3 separate regions of the Pan troglodytes genome follow, and regions 1 and 2 are each linked to region 3. The links are chromatin contacts, called in public Hi-C and HiChIP or PLAC-seq maps. All regions are on one chromosome and are shown on one strand. The core of a region is the stretch at or near the end of the contact, and the rest is flanking DNA. Distances in the headings are between cores, read along the strand shown.

The links. Hi-C and Micro-C count contacts between places; a contact is called where the count stands out from the background. HiChIP or PLAC-seq counts read pairs in DNA pulled down with a chosen protein or histone mark.
Region 1: a Hi-C map of stem cell-derived neural progenitor cells shows a contact between it and region 3, with 2.2 times the contacts expected there. The contact joins the promoter of YWHAH here to the promoter of DEPDC5 in region 3. A contact is called at or near these places in 1 of 7 Hi-C or Micro-C datasets (stem cell-derived neural progenitor cells) and 1 of 1 datasets of contacts at active chromatin or transcription factors (stem cell-derived excitatory neurons).
Region 2: an H3K4me3 HiChIP or PLAC-seq map of stem cell-derived excitatory neurons shows a contact between it and region 3, with 3 times the contacts expected there. The contact joins the promoter of SLC5A1 here to the promoter of DEPDC5 in region 3. A contact is called at or near these places in 1 of 7 Hi-C or Micro-C datasets (stem cell-derived neural progenitor cells) and 1 of 1 datasets of contacts at active chromatin or transcription factors (stem cell-derived excitatory neurons).

What each region holds. Positions count from the first base shown.
Region 1 is chr23:34,060,103-34,064,691 of NHGRI_mPanTro3-v2.0_pri, reverse strand. YWHAH (tyrosine 3-monooxygenase/tryptophan 5-monooxygenase activation protein eta) reads right to left here and starts at 2,784. Exons shown (of 2, transcript XM_001151423.7): 1 at 2,359-2,784. The coding sequence starts at 2,445.
Region 2 is chr23:34,085,795-34,090,717 of NHGRI_mPanTro3-v2.0_pri, reverse strand. SLC5A1 (solute carrier family 5 member 1) reads right to left here and starts at 3,249. Exons shown (of 17, transcript XM_063808216.1): 1 at 2,971-3,249.
Region 3 is chr23:33,866,584-33,871,272 of NHGRI_mPanTro3-v2.0_pri, reverse strand. DEPDC5 (DEP domain containing 5, GATOR1 subcomplex subunit) reads right to left here and starts at 2,137. Exons shown (of 41, transcript XM_063808211.1): 1 at 2,038-2,137; 2 at 1,067-1,184. The coding sequence starts at 1,124.

The sequences.
Region 1 (4,589 bases), core at 1,535-4,034, 190 kb before region 3:
CCCAGGTAAACCCAGAGGGTTACTGAAACTTACACCCTTTCCAAAAGCCTTAGTTAAGGCTGATGAGATTAATAACATAGAGACTGAGTCATCCCAGTAACATTTAAGAATTTAATCTACAAACACCAAGTTAGCAGGGAAAGTGACCCCTGCCAGTCCCTTCCAATATATTCTTTTTTTTCTTTTAAAGAAAATATCTATAAGCACAATATATTCCATTTAGATGATGGGGGAGAATTTATCACCATTCTGAGATGGCAGAATTAAAGCTTGGATTGACTCTTCTACGCTGGGTGGCTTTTCCAACTCATTAATTATTTCAAATATAGATATTATAGATTCCTTTGGTTTACAAAAGGCTACCTTAACCCTCCAGAGAAGATCTATGGACACAAGTAGCTTGCTGCAGGAAAGCATTTTACAAGCCTACTAGAAAGCCAGTCTTTTTCTCTGCTCAAACTAGATTTCGTTCTGGTAACATCTCTCCATTCTTGCCTTTTTCCCCCATTTCAAGTTGCCTCAGGTTTCTGATTGTTCCAGAACACACCTTCTAGCCATTTTTCCTTAACCTCCATTTCCCCTTCCTTTAAACCTTGTCCCTCCTTTCTTTTCACCACATTTATTTCCCGAAGGGCTCCGAACACTGCAGTCTTTACGTCTCACTTAGAGGGTGAGCAACCACTTCATGAAAATGTGTGGAGAGGCCTCAGCCTGCATAATCCCAGCACCACTCAGTTCCTGGGGAGGAGGGGCTTAAGTGTGACCTGCTGTGGACAGAGGCAGCTTTATCCCAAAGAAAATTAAGGTTCAGGGTCCCTTCCAAGGAAATGCATTCGTCAGTCCCATTTTTGTAAAATATGCAAAATTATATTTTAGATTTTCTTTTAAAGGACCCCCTGAATTACATAAAGTTCAGCCTCCAGACCTAGACCGTCCCCCGGTCTGCAAGAAAACCTGCCTCACCACAACAGCACGCTAATAGTGCTCAAGTCAAGATCACCAACAAATCAACATACGGGCAACGGTGTTGCTGGTTTCCAAACACACCCAGTTATGTGTGTAACAAGGACACCAGAGGAAAGGCAACTCTTCAAGTACCTTTCTTACCTGAACAATCCTAAATATTGGCCCCAACTACATATTTCATCTGATATTAACATCAAAAGCCTTCAAATGAGCTTTCCAAATGACTTAAGATTTTAGGGAGCCTTTGTATTGGCAGTTTTTTTCGGAACTCCCTCCAAAAGGCCAGCAAAGGATACATTTACTATAATCATGGGCAGTAATTCTCAGACTTAAGCCAGCTAAAAATCGCCTGTGAGAGCTGGTTACAATGCAGATGTCTGAGTCTCACCGCCCGAATTTCTGAATCTATAGATCTAAGGCGGAGTTCAAGGGGATCCTCCCAGGTCTCAGGAGGTTGTACACTGAACATAGGTTGGTGGTCGCAGTTGTAGTTCTACCACTGTGTGACCTTGACGCAGGGAGAGGAAATATTCATTTACAGAAAACGTAAAATAACGTGGAGAGAGAGTGAGATGGTAACCGGAACTCAGAAATGCAGGTGGTGTGTGACCCACGGTATTTTGCTAGGGTGTGGCTGGGCACGACTCATCCACCGGAGAAGCTGCAGAATCGATTTATGAGGGTCTCAGGAATGCAAAGACACACAGATTCGTCTCACCTAGAAGTCACGTTTCATTTTAATCTCCAAGCAGAGAGCGCAGCAGCAAACCTGGGGCTGTGAAGTGGGGCCCCACACCCTCCGCCCACTCTCCCGCCCCCGTCCACGCCTAGACTGCAGGAAAGGGGTCTTCGCACACAAAGCCAGACCCCCAGGCGTGGGAAGATGGAACCAGAACAATTCGAACGAGCAGAGCAAAACAGATCGGAATTACAGACTTCAGGTCGTGGCAGAGAAAACCAGCTGAGACAGGGCGCCACTTACTAGGTGATTCTTTATTCCAAGTTGGGGAACGGAGGAAGACGAGAGGGGGAGCCCCCGGGTCCGGTGAAACGCTCTAGAAGGAGGAATGCGGCTCCTTTGCGTCCCCTAGGGCACCCTCTGCCCCCGGCCGGGCTCCGAACTAAGATGTGGCGACCCCGACCGGCCCGCCCCCCTTCCGGGGCTGCCTTCGCGATCCCGAACTGCACCCTCCCGGATCCCCCACCCCGGGCCCAGCCTCAGGTAGTGGCGGGACGCCCAGCGGGAGCGGGAAGCGCGGGCTAAGGGCGGGCGGGCGGCCACGCCCAGCCGGGTCGCCCATGGCCGGGAGGGGAACGCCGCCCGCGGCCATCCCCGTCCCTCCCCAACGCCAGGCCCCCCCGGCCAGCCGCCCGGGCTCCCGGCGCGCTCACCGCCTTCATGGCGGAGGCCATGTCGTCGTAGCGCTCCGCTTGCTCGGCCAGCCGCGCCCGCTGCAGCAGCTGCTCCCGGTCCCCCATGTCGCTCGCGGCTCGGCCTCGCCTCGCGCCTCACACCGCTGGCTCGCTAGCCCTCCCGCCGGTCAGTCCGCTCCCCGGTCGCTGCGGAGGCCGCCGCCGCGCACGCGCACTGGCTCGCCGGCCGGCCGGAGGCTGCAGGCTGCAGGCAGCGCCGCCGCTCGCGCCCTCTCGCTGGCTCGCCCCGCGCGCTGTGGCTCGCGCCGCGGACAACGCCGAGGGAGGAGAGGCGGCCGCGCTGGGGGATGGGAGGACGGGACGACGCCTGCGCAGTGAGAGTGGCCAGGCCGGGCGGCGGGGAGCGGCGGGAGTGGGAGGGGGGAAGGGCGGGCCGGCCCTAACGGTCTATTTCAAGGTGACGTCACCTACTATAAATAGCCACCGCCGCCGCCGCCGCCGCCGCCGCAGCCGCCCGGCCTGAAAGCCGCGCAGGCGCTCTGCGAGTGCTGCATTTTACCGCCGCAGAGATGGAGGTGGAGAAGGGAAAGCCGGGCAGGAGACTGCGGAGCCGGTGGAGGGGGCGCGGTGATGGCGGCTGCACAGGCAGTGCATTGTCATAGCCCCACCCTGAAACGCGCCACTCCATCCACGTTAGAGATCTGGCTTGAGAAGGGCCCCAAAAGCAAGCAAACATACTGGCGGAGAAGCCGGGAGGCCGCGTGCCCTGAGGGGCGGGTCCGCCCAGCCCCGCCCCAGCCGTCCCGCCCGCCCCGAGCCCTGCCTGTCCATGCGTTCTGCTGGGCCACACCTTGTACTGGTCGGGGCAGGATCGAGTCCGACCCTCGGGGACAGCCCCGCTACACAGACACACACAATCGAACCCAACCTGAGACGTAGCCTTGGGCAGGCTGTGCCTTCCACCAGAGGAGGGGACTGGGTGGCCAGGGCGGGACAAGTAATATTGAGGACACATTAGGAGCCAGCACAGTGCTAGTCCCGTACAAGCATTCTCCTCTTTAATCCTCACTACCCAGCCCATAGTGGGCACAGCTGGCCTCCCCATATTTAAAACGTGGAACCTGAGGAAAAGCGAGGTTAGTGACTTGCTCAGGGTTACGCAGCCTGTAAGTGGTGGGGCCAGGATCTGAGTCCAAACCCAGGCTGAACTTTCTCTTGTGGCAAAGAGCTGGGGTGGCCCAACTGGCTGGTCACTGAGCCCCTCCCAATCCTGGCTGGTATTGGATACTGAGGGTCCCTTGTGCCAGGCCCTGGGCTGGGCTGCCCGACAAGCTAGGAAAATGATGATTAAAACAAGGCCCCCACTTGATTTCAACATGCCAAGGGCAGTGCAGGAGAGGGGGCCTTGGGCTCGCTGATAATTTTATTGAGCATCTACTGCATGCTCAGCCCACAGGGATAAGCTGGATCTTGAAGGAGAGTCAGGAAAAAGATTAAGGCCTGGGGTACAGCATGGGCAAAGGCTTGGCAGTGACCTGGGAGATGGTGAGAAGAGAGGCCTAAGAATGGGAAGTGAGGTTGGGTAAAACAAGATTACGGAGTGTTTTAAATGCCAGGCCGAAGATTGGAGGCTTCATCCTTAGGTAATTGGGAAGCCATATTTCAGGCCTGGAATCTTGCTCTAGAGAGTAAGACGTGTTCGAAGGGAGAAGGGAGGGAACTGGAGACCAGGCCTTTTCTGGACCTGTTTTCCATCTGGTGAGTTGGACTTAACTGTTTCAAGGACTTTAGAATAGATATCCACATGCTGAAATGTCAGAGCTGGCAGGACCCTTAGAATCGCCCCTGTCTAACCCCTTATCCTGAATAACGGGAAACTGAGGTCTGAGGGAAAGGAGGGGCCGGCCCTAGTTTGCACAGCGAGTGAGCAGAGCTGGGGTCTCCATACCAGCTTTCCTGCCTCCCAGGCCTTCCTCTTCCTGCTATGATGCTGAAACGATCACACTTTTGGGGGCCCATGAAACAGGATTTGAATGTGGGTCTGGGAGGAGGCCACTACCCCAGGCTTCACCATGCTTTGAAGAGTCACCTTTGCTGTTGGAATCGAGGTTAACAAACCAGGCTGATCTTTCCCCTAGTGAATATATTTAAAGAGCATGCTAGATAGTAATGAATCATCCACTCCACCCCCCGTAAGGATGGGGTCCCAGTGAGAGATGGGAGGAGGGCCAGCCCTGGATGGGGGGACC
Region 2 (4,923 bases), core at 2,000-4,499, 220 kb before region 3:
TCTTGCTCCCCGAACATCATGGCCCCAGGATTTCTGTTAGAAACCCTTCTACTCAAGTCTCAAGCCTTAGAGATCATAGAACCCAAGCTCTTCACTGCTGTAAAAGCCCAGAGAGCAGCAGAGACAGGCCCAGGGTCACACAGCCCAGGCCAGAACCCCAGGCTCCTATGGGTGGGGGTAACAGACACAGCGTCCCCTGGAGCCCAGGAGTTCAGGCCACCCCTGCCTTTTCTCATTTCTTTCTTCCATTCTTCCTCCCCTGCATCAGGAAAACCATGAGAGGTCAGGTTATAACTTCCTCACACCTGGGCTTTCACCTCCATGGTTATATTTCCAAACCCACAGTACCGGGCAGGGCAAGGAAGTAGGTGGCAGGTTTTGGTTTGGGGGGATTTTGTTTGTTTGAGAGGGGTCTCCTCGCTGTCACCCAGGCTGGAGTGCAGTAGTGTAATCAAATGCACCACTGGAGTGCAGTCGAGGATCACTGCAGCCTCGACTTCCTGGGCTCAAGCCCCATCTTCCCACCTCGGCCTCCCATGTCCAGCTAATTTTTTTTCTTTAGAGATGGGGTTACTTACTACGTTGCCCAGGCTGGTCTTGAACCCCTGGCCTCAAGTGATCCTCCCCACCTTGGCCTCACAAAGTGCTGAGGTTATGGGTGTGAGCCACCATGCCCAGGCTGTCTCCCCTTTCTGAAAGCTGTCCGTGATGACACCGAGGCCTGGGTGAAGTGACCTGCACAAGCACACACAGTGAGGTGGAAGCACTGCCGCGACCAGCACAGGAATGCTCTCTCCAGCTCAGGGCTGGGTCCCACTGCCCTGGCACCTCCTGGAAGGGCCCGGGTCTGGGCCCCCATGCTGCCAGCTCTGACATAGAAGGCAGTCAGTGGATCAGGCCCAGCCCACAGCTGCTCCAGGTCCGGGAAGGATCAGACCCAGCCCACAGCCAATCCGCGTCGGGCGGGGAAGGGCTGAACGTGGAGTAACTCTCAGTACAGCCGCTGAAAGCCAGGGCTCTGGCCCCTCCACTGCCACTCTTCTGCTCCAGGGACAGCTGTGCTGGCCGAGCGCCACCTCAGGAGCGGGTCAGCATCGTTGTCCCCTCTGCCCCCCAAGGGCCTGGGAGATCCTGAGGGGAAAAAACCAAAGCCCTTTGGCAAGTAACTCTGACCAAAAACAGAAAAAAAACGGCCGGGCACAGTGGCTCACACCTGTAATCCCAGCACTTTGAGAGGCCGAGGCGGGCAGACTCTTGAGGCCAGGAGTTCAAGACCAGCCTGGCCAACATAGTGAAACCTCGCCTCTACTAAAAACACAAAAATTAGCCAGGCGTGGTGGTGAGTGCCTGTAATCCCAGCTACTCAGGAGGCTGAGGCAAGAGAATCATTTGGACTCGGAAGGGAGAGGTTGCAGTGAGCAGAGATCGCACCACTGCACTTCAACCTGGGCAACAGAGCAAGACTCAAAAAAAAAAAGAGGCCGGGCACGGTGGCTCACGCCTGTAATCCCAGCACTTTGGAAGGCTGAGGTGAGCGGATCACGAGTTCAGGAGATCGAGACCATGCTGGCTAAGACGGTGAAACCGCGTTTCTACTAAAAATACAAAAAATTAGCCGGGCGTGGTGGCGGGCACCTGTAGTCCCAGCTACTCGGGAGGCTGAGGCAGGAGAATGGCGTGAACCCGGGAGGCGGAGCTTGCAGTGAGCTGCACTCCAGCCTGGGCGACAGAGCGAGACTCCGTCTAAAAAAAAAAAAAAACAAAACAACAACAACAAACAGAAAAAGCAAGGCCTGGGCTCCACATATTTCCTCCCTTCACCATCCTCCATGGACTCTGTTCGCCCTCACAGTGTGCAGGGCTCGGGGACCCAGGTGACAAGGGCCGACCTGCCAGCCGACCACCTGGCAGGAACCGCAATGGTTGGGCGGATACAGTGGCTCTGCCTGTGATCCCGGAGCTTTGGGAGGCCGAGGCGGGAGGATGGCTTGAGCCCAGGATGTCGAAGCTGAGTGAGCCGAGATGACGTCACTGCACTCCAGCCTGGGTGACATAGTGAGGTGACCCCTCTCAAAAAAAGAAAAAGAAAAGGAAAGAAAGTGAGAGAAATAGAAAGAGAAGGAAGGAAAAGAAAGAAAGAAAAGACAAGAAAAAAGAGAGAGAAAGGCAAGGGAAAGAAAGGAAACGCAGGGACTGGCTGAGGGACTGATGGAGGAGGCGTGTGAGCCGGGCTGGGGACGCGACTGACTGATCGGCTGACAGGATGACCAGCTGCACTGGGGTTGCTGAGGGGTGGCAGCGACAGCCAGCCTCTCAGCCTCGGTTTCCGCCTGCCTCCTGCCACAAGCCAACTCACTGCGTGGCCTACCCCGACACTAACCGGCGCCTGAACCAAAACCCACGGAGCCTGGCGGCCGCGGCTCCCCCAGAAAGTCGCCCTAGACCCTGCGCGGCCCCACAGCGCCACCTCGAGGCTGCGCCTGGAAGGGAGGGGCGGGGAAGTGGGCGGAGTCAAGGGCGGGGCTACAGGTGGAGCGTCGGCAGGAGCTCCAGCATCCCCTTTCCCGGGACGCCGCTCCTCTTCTCCACCTCCTTGGCTCTCCCCCGGAGCCTCTTTCTCCTCCCCCGTTCGAGTGGGCAGGTCCCCGCGGGAGCCTGAGTCGCACTGCAGACCTATCCTGTGGCCTGAAAGAAACTCCCAGTTTCCCATTAGACCCCCTGGCAGCCTGGGCATCCCGGCGGTTCCAGGGACCCGCTGGGGCGGATGACGGCCGAACCTTTGGGCGCCAGGCTGGCAGTAGACGTGATAGAGGTGAAAACCCCACCACCCTCTTAATCCCCAGAAATGCTACAGGATTCTGGGGGGCCTGAGCGAGCAGCTGAGGACAAGGGCCGATGATATTTGCTTTATTTGTTACTAGGCTTGCTCCCTCCCCCGCATCCCGCTGCTCTTCACACTTGCAAGCTCACCTGCCTGCCAGGTGGCCGGTCTGGAGCGTGGCGAGCACCTTCGAGCTCCATAGATGGCAGCACAGGCCTAAGAAAAGGAGTTTGGTGCCTCCCTTCCAAACTCAGGCCGGGAGAGATAGAGCCACTTAGGGGAGAAAACTAAGGTCCGGAGTGGCAGAAACATCCTCACATCCCGAAGGGTCTTGAACCCTAACTTCTTGCCCCAGGACAAGAAGACAAGGCAGAGTAAAGAGAGGCTCACAGGGAGAGGCAAGTGACAGTTCAGAACACAGGTGCACCACGCCACGCGACTGTGGGCGTCTCCTCACCTCTCTGAGGCCGTTTCCTGACCTGTAAAATCAGGGACAAGAAGGATACCTGCGTCACGGGATGTTCTGAGATTAACTGAGATGCTGCATGCAAATCACTTAACCACAGGGCATGTGGTAAGTGCTCTAATATACGTAAAGCAACGTTCCACTGCTTTTTGTTTGTTTGTTTTTGAGACACGGTCTCGCTCTGTCACCTAGGCTGGAGTACAGTGGCATGATCATAGCTTACTGCAGCCTCAAACTCCGGGCACAAGTGATTCTCACACATTAGCCTCCTGAGTAGCTAGGACTATAGGTATAGCTATCGAGCCCAGCTAATTTATCTTTTTTTATGTTTTGGAGAGATGGTGTCTTTTTACGTTGCCCAGGCTGGTCTGGAACTCCTGGCCTCAAGCAATCCTCCCGCCTTGGCCTGCCAACGTGCTAGGATTACAGGACTGAGCCACCATGCCCTGCTGAGTGTGATGTCTTTTTTACTGTGTCAACTTGGCTAGACTGAAGGCCCCAATTATTCCAACACGAAACTGGATGTTTTGGTGAAGTTGTTTTGTAGATGCGAATAAAGTCCATTATCAGTTGACTTTATATAAAAGGAAGATATCCTGAATAATTTAGGAGGGCTTGATAGACGCAGTTGAAAGGCCTTAAAATCAGACTTGAGGTTTTCCTGAAGAAGAAATTCTGCCTGTGGATAGCAACTTCAGCCCTTGACAAGAGTTCCAGCCTGCACTTACTGCACTTACCTAGCCAGCCCCACAATCGCGCAAATCACCTCCTTGCAACGAATCTCTTAATCTGTATCCCCTTACTGGTACAGTTTCTCTGATTGAACCCTAATACATTAAGGAAGCAGTATGGCCAGGCGCAGGGGCTCACACCTGTAAACCCAGCACTTTGGGAGGCCGAGGCAGGCGGATCACTTGAGGTCAGGAGTTCGAGACCAGCCTGGCCAACATGGTGAAATTGTCTCTACTAAAAATACAAAAATTAGCCTGGTGTGGTGGTACGCGCCTGTAATCCCAGCTACTCAGGAGGCTGAGGCACAAGAATAGCTTGAACCCGGGAGGCGGAGGTTGCAGTGAGCCGAGATTGCACCACTGCACTCCAGCCTAGGCAACAGAGCGAGACTCCATCTCAAAATAAAAAGGAGTGTGTGTGTGTGTGCACGCATGTGTGTGCGTGTGCGTGTGTGTTGGGGGTCACAGGGCCTAATCTTCGTGTTTATTCACTCTTTTTTTTTTTTTCGAGGCAGTCTCACTCTGTTCCCCAGGGTGAATTGCAGTGACACGATCTTGGCACACTGCAGCCTCGACCTCCCAGGCTCAAGCAATCTTCCCACCTCAGCCTCTTGAGTAGCTGGAACTACCAGGCCTGGCTAATTTTTGTATTTATTGTTTTGCCATGTTACCCAGGCTACTTTCAAACTCCTGAACTCAAGCAGTCCACCTGCCTCAGCCTCCAAAAGTGCTGGGATTACAGGTGTGAGTCACCGTGCCCAGCCTATTCATTTCTTTTTAATCTCCGGGTATTTTGTGACTTTTGAGGTCCAGTACTTGGAGGCACTAGCAAAACCATGGTTATTTATTGGTAGGGCTGGGCTATGAGGTAGCTAGAGGCAGAGGGCCCCTTCCACCAGTCCTGC
Region 3 (4,689 bases), core at 888-3,387:
ATATAGCCAGGTGTGGCGGCATGCACTTGTAGTCCCAGCTACTCGGGAGGCTGAGGCAGAAGAATTGCTTGAACCTGGGAGGTGGAGGTTGCAGTGAGCTGAGATCACGCCACTGCACTCCAGCCTGGCGACAGAGCGAGACTCTGTCTCAAAAAAAAATGCCAATAAATAATAAAATAAAATAAAAAGAGTCATTATATTGTTAACTCCAATTTCTGAAGTAAATAATGCTGTTAAGACAGAATGGAAAATTATTCCCTTACGAAAGAAAAAAAAATTATACTAAGTGCCCTTTTATTCTTCAGATTCATGGATTCAAGGTGCTAAGGAGAGCTGGGTACAGTGGCTCACGCCTGTAATCCCAACTACTAGGGAGGTTGAGGTTGAGGTGGAAGGATCTTTTGAGCTCTAGAGTTCCAGACCAGGCTGGGCAACATGGGGGACCGTGTCCCAAAAAAAAAAAAAAAAGAAAAAGAAAGAAAGGAAAAAAAATAGATGTTAAGAGAAACTATTCTAAAGCCCTTCAACTTTCAGATAAGGTACACTAGGAGCTTGCCCAAGGTCACCAGGAAAATTAGAAGCAGAGTAGATACTCAGACTATAGTTCACTGCAGAATAACATGCTGTATCCTGCTCCTTCTTCCCATGCCTACAAGCCAGGCAAAGGTTCATGCTTTGATCATACCTGCTCTATGCACATCTATGCTGCTTCTCTCTCACTCAGTGTAAAAACTGATAAACGATTTTAGTTTCTCTTATCTGCCAAACCAGTGCAGGCTGGAATTTTATGGAACATACACGGAAGATTTGTAATTAACAATGCAATTCAACAAATGAAGGGTAGTAAACCGGCAGCATTCACAATGTTCCTTAAAAGTCTTCATGCAAATGCATTAGAAGGGTCCTGCCATCCTCCTATTGTTACTGTATGACAGTTGCTGCTTTAGTCTGTTTAGTCGCCTGTTTAGCCTCAATTGTCACACGAGTCAGTGTGTAATTTCTAGGTATTGCACACACCAGAACCTCAGCCAACTTACAAAACCTCTAAAGACCAATCGATACTGACCACTGCCCCCAAAGCCCTTCTTGTGGATGACGAGTTTGTAGACCTTTGTTGTTCTCATCTTGCACTGTTTTTCCCTTTAGCTGTTCCAAGCTTGGGGCAGAGAAGTCATCTTGCCTCCCTGCCACAGAAACACAAACGAAAAGGTTGGAATGTCAGATTTTTCCTTGCAACCACTCTTTGATTTTAGGCCAGTGAAGATACTGGTGTTCCTCTGCTGTGAAGTGGTGCCAAGTGACTCTCGGAAGAAGTCACTCCTCCAGTTACAAGGAGCGATGGAGAACAAATAGAACCACAGAATCCAGGAACTAAGGGGAATTCGGGCCAGGGGCTAGTCAAACCTAGGAGAAGATATTCTATCACACCCCCATAGGGGAAGCATTGCGCTGAATGGGTGCTCATCACCTTGTCTCCATCTACACCAATAACACCCAAATAGTAAAGAGATCTTAAAAGAGGTTAGCCCACTCATTTTGTAGATGATGAAAGTGTGACTCCGGGCAAGGGACTTGCTCAAGGTCACTCGAGACTTAAGAGACACTCCCACCATTCTCGTTTTGCTGCCAATGTCCTGAGCAAGGCAACCACAAAGAGGAGGAAAGCAGAAGTTCCTTCCCCAAACCTCGGTCTGTGCGAACTCTCAGCAGACCTTCCCTGACTCCATTTCACAGCTGAGGCCGTTGAGGCTCAGAGAGGGAGAGAGACTTGTCCAAGGTCACACAGCGGAATGGGGATGGAGCCTGGGCCAAGGTCCCCTATCTCAAGCCCCCCCAATCCCCAGTCCGGGGCGGGCAGCTCCACTCACCGAAGCTCTAGAGCCCCTTCCCGCCTCTGGCCGGGGCACTGAGGGCTGGACCCTCTCCAGGTTCCCTGCGCCTCCTCCAGATACCCCGCCTACGCCCGCGCGGCCCGCGCTGCTTCCGCCCCTAAGCCTGAAGCGCCTGCAAGGCCCGCCCCGACCGTGTAGCGCTCACCTGAGAACCCGCGCCGCTCCGGTGGCTCCGCCCCGGGGCCCCGCCTCCTTCCCGCCCTCGCGCCCCCGCGCCGCTCTCGCCGGGCCTCCGTCTCGTCTCGGTGGCCGCACCACTTCCTCATCCGGGGCTCGAGCCGGGGGCGGGGCGTCGTGTGCGGCCTCTTCCTTGGGCCACCTCCTGGCGTTTCCTGCCCTCGAGCACTAGAGCCTCCCGCCCCACGGAGGAAATCCATTTCCTCCCAGTCTATCCGAAGTAGATCCATGGCCACAGAGCTTCGTTTCCGACTCAGTGATCTCCCCACAGGGGAAACGAGATCCGTCAGAGCTCCGTTTTCTGTTATATGAACGAGGTTAATGACTCATGTGGCCTCATTGGGCAGCTAAGAGGCGCCAACGAGAGTTTCTGGGGGGACTTCTGTAAAATGCAAGGAGCTGAGCACGCGAGAGTTAGTGTGATGGCCTCTGCTGGGAAGTGTCCACTTACGGGGGGCTTTTCAAACCCTTGCAAACTCTAAACGACGTTCTGCGCCCCTCAGGTTATTAATAAGAATGGCTGCCATGGCTTCATAGTCCTTATGTAATCATTGCATCCCTATTACCTGATGGATGCAGGAGGCAGCTACTATCCTATTTCACAAACCAGGAAACAGCCTGAGGACACAAAACCCTTCAGAAGGAAGCAAGGACGAATCCTGACCCGTTCCCAGAACGGAGCCTTTAACCAACATCCTTTGGTCATACCCAGGGCACTGCCTAAACTCGCATCTGTCAGGATATCTTTCTCTCCAAGCAGAAAACCAGAGAGCTGGGTGGGCTGGGTCAGGCTCTGGCCAAGGACTCCTGGCAATTGCCAGCTCCGCCTGCTGCCACTGATACCCCCGCCCCCTAGTCCAGTCCACCGTTTCTGACCTGAGCCGCAGCAACTCGATAGGGCCTCCCTGCTTCCCCTCTTGAAGCCAGAGAGACCTTATAACTAGAATCGGTGTCTTGGGTCACGCCTCTCCTCTGCTGCTTCTAATCACACTGACTGCTAAATCTAAACGACACAGCACTTGTCTTAAATTTCTTTATATCTTTAATACTAACAGTGCCCATTTCTTACGGATTTGGAAAACTTAAAAATGTTGAAAGAAAAAACATGTTATACTGTAGTGAAAGATTCTGCAGTGGACCAAGGGGACCCTGGGACAGGACAAGCAACGTTCTTAAGCATGGATGCCTTTATGTTGGGACTCAGGAGAAGTTAGGTAAATAATGCAAGTATTAAGTAATTGCAATTTTCTTGTTTGTTTGTTTTTTTGTTTTTGTTTTGAGATGAGGTCACCCTCACCCAGGCTGGAGTGCAGTGGCATGATCCCGTCTCACTGCCATCTCTGCCTTCCTGGCTCATGCGATCCTCCCACCTCAGCCTCCTAGTAGCTGGGATTACAGGTGCGTGCTCAGCTAATTTTTGTATTTTTTGTAGAGACGGGGTTTTGCCATGTGGCCCAGGCTGGTCTCAAACTCCAGAGCTCAAGTAATCCGTCCGCCTTGGCCTCCCAAAGTTCTGGGATTACAGGCACCAGTCACTGTAGCCGGGCCTTTTTTTTCCCCCCAAGACAGGGTCTAGCTCTGTTGCCAAGGCTGCAGTGCAGTGGTTCTATCATAGCTCACTGAAACCTCAATTTTCTGGGCTCAAGTGATTCTTCTGCCTCAGCCTCCCAAGGGACTGGGACTACAGGCCAAGCCACCACTCCTGGCTGAAATTGTTTATCTTGTAATAAAACATATGTGATACAGTGGATTGCAACAGTTACAAAATTTTTTAAGAATAACAATGTTATGTTAAAAAATGTTTCTATGTTGCCACTTCAGGAGATATACCCAGATCCCCCAAGATAGTTTTTGTCTTTAGCAATGGTGGTTGATGGGACATTCTTCCATCCCTGGGGAAGCTAATAGGATTCTCTCTTCTTAGCCCTCAAGGGAATTTGATTCCTTCTCCTGAGAGATGTCCATAATGGGACATCTTAAAAAGGCAATTTTTTTTTTTTTTTTTTTTTTTGAGATGGAGTCTCCCTCTGTCGCCCAGGCTGGAGTGCAGTGGCCCGATCTAGGCTCACTGCAACCTCTGCCTCCGGGGTTCATGCCATTCTCCCGCCTCAGCCTCCCGAGTAGCTGGGACTACAGGTGCCCGCCACCACGCCTGGCTAATTTTTTATAATTTTTAGTAGAGAGGGGGTTTCACCGTGTTAGCCAGGATGGTCTTGATCTCCTGACCTCGTGATCCGCCCGCCTTGGCCTCCCAAAGTGCTGGGATTATAGGCTTGAGCCACCACGCCCGGCCAAAAGGCAAATATTTTAACTTTTTAATTTGGCAACTCTCATAAAGAAACTCTGAAGGCCAGGAGTGGTGGCTCACGCCTGTAATCCCAGCACTTTGGGAGGCCGAGGCAGGCGGATCACTCGAGGTCGGGAGTTCAAGACCAGCCTGGCCAATATGGTGAAACCCTGTCTCTACTAAAAATACAAAAATTAGCTGGGCATGGTAGCATGCGCCTGTAATCCCAGCTACTCAGGAGGCTGAGGCTGGAGAATCTCTTGAACCTGGGAGGCAGAGGTTGCAGTGAGCCGAGATCCTGCCACTGCACTCCAGCCTGGTGTCAGAACGTGG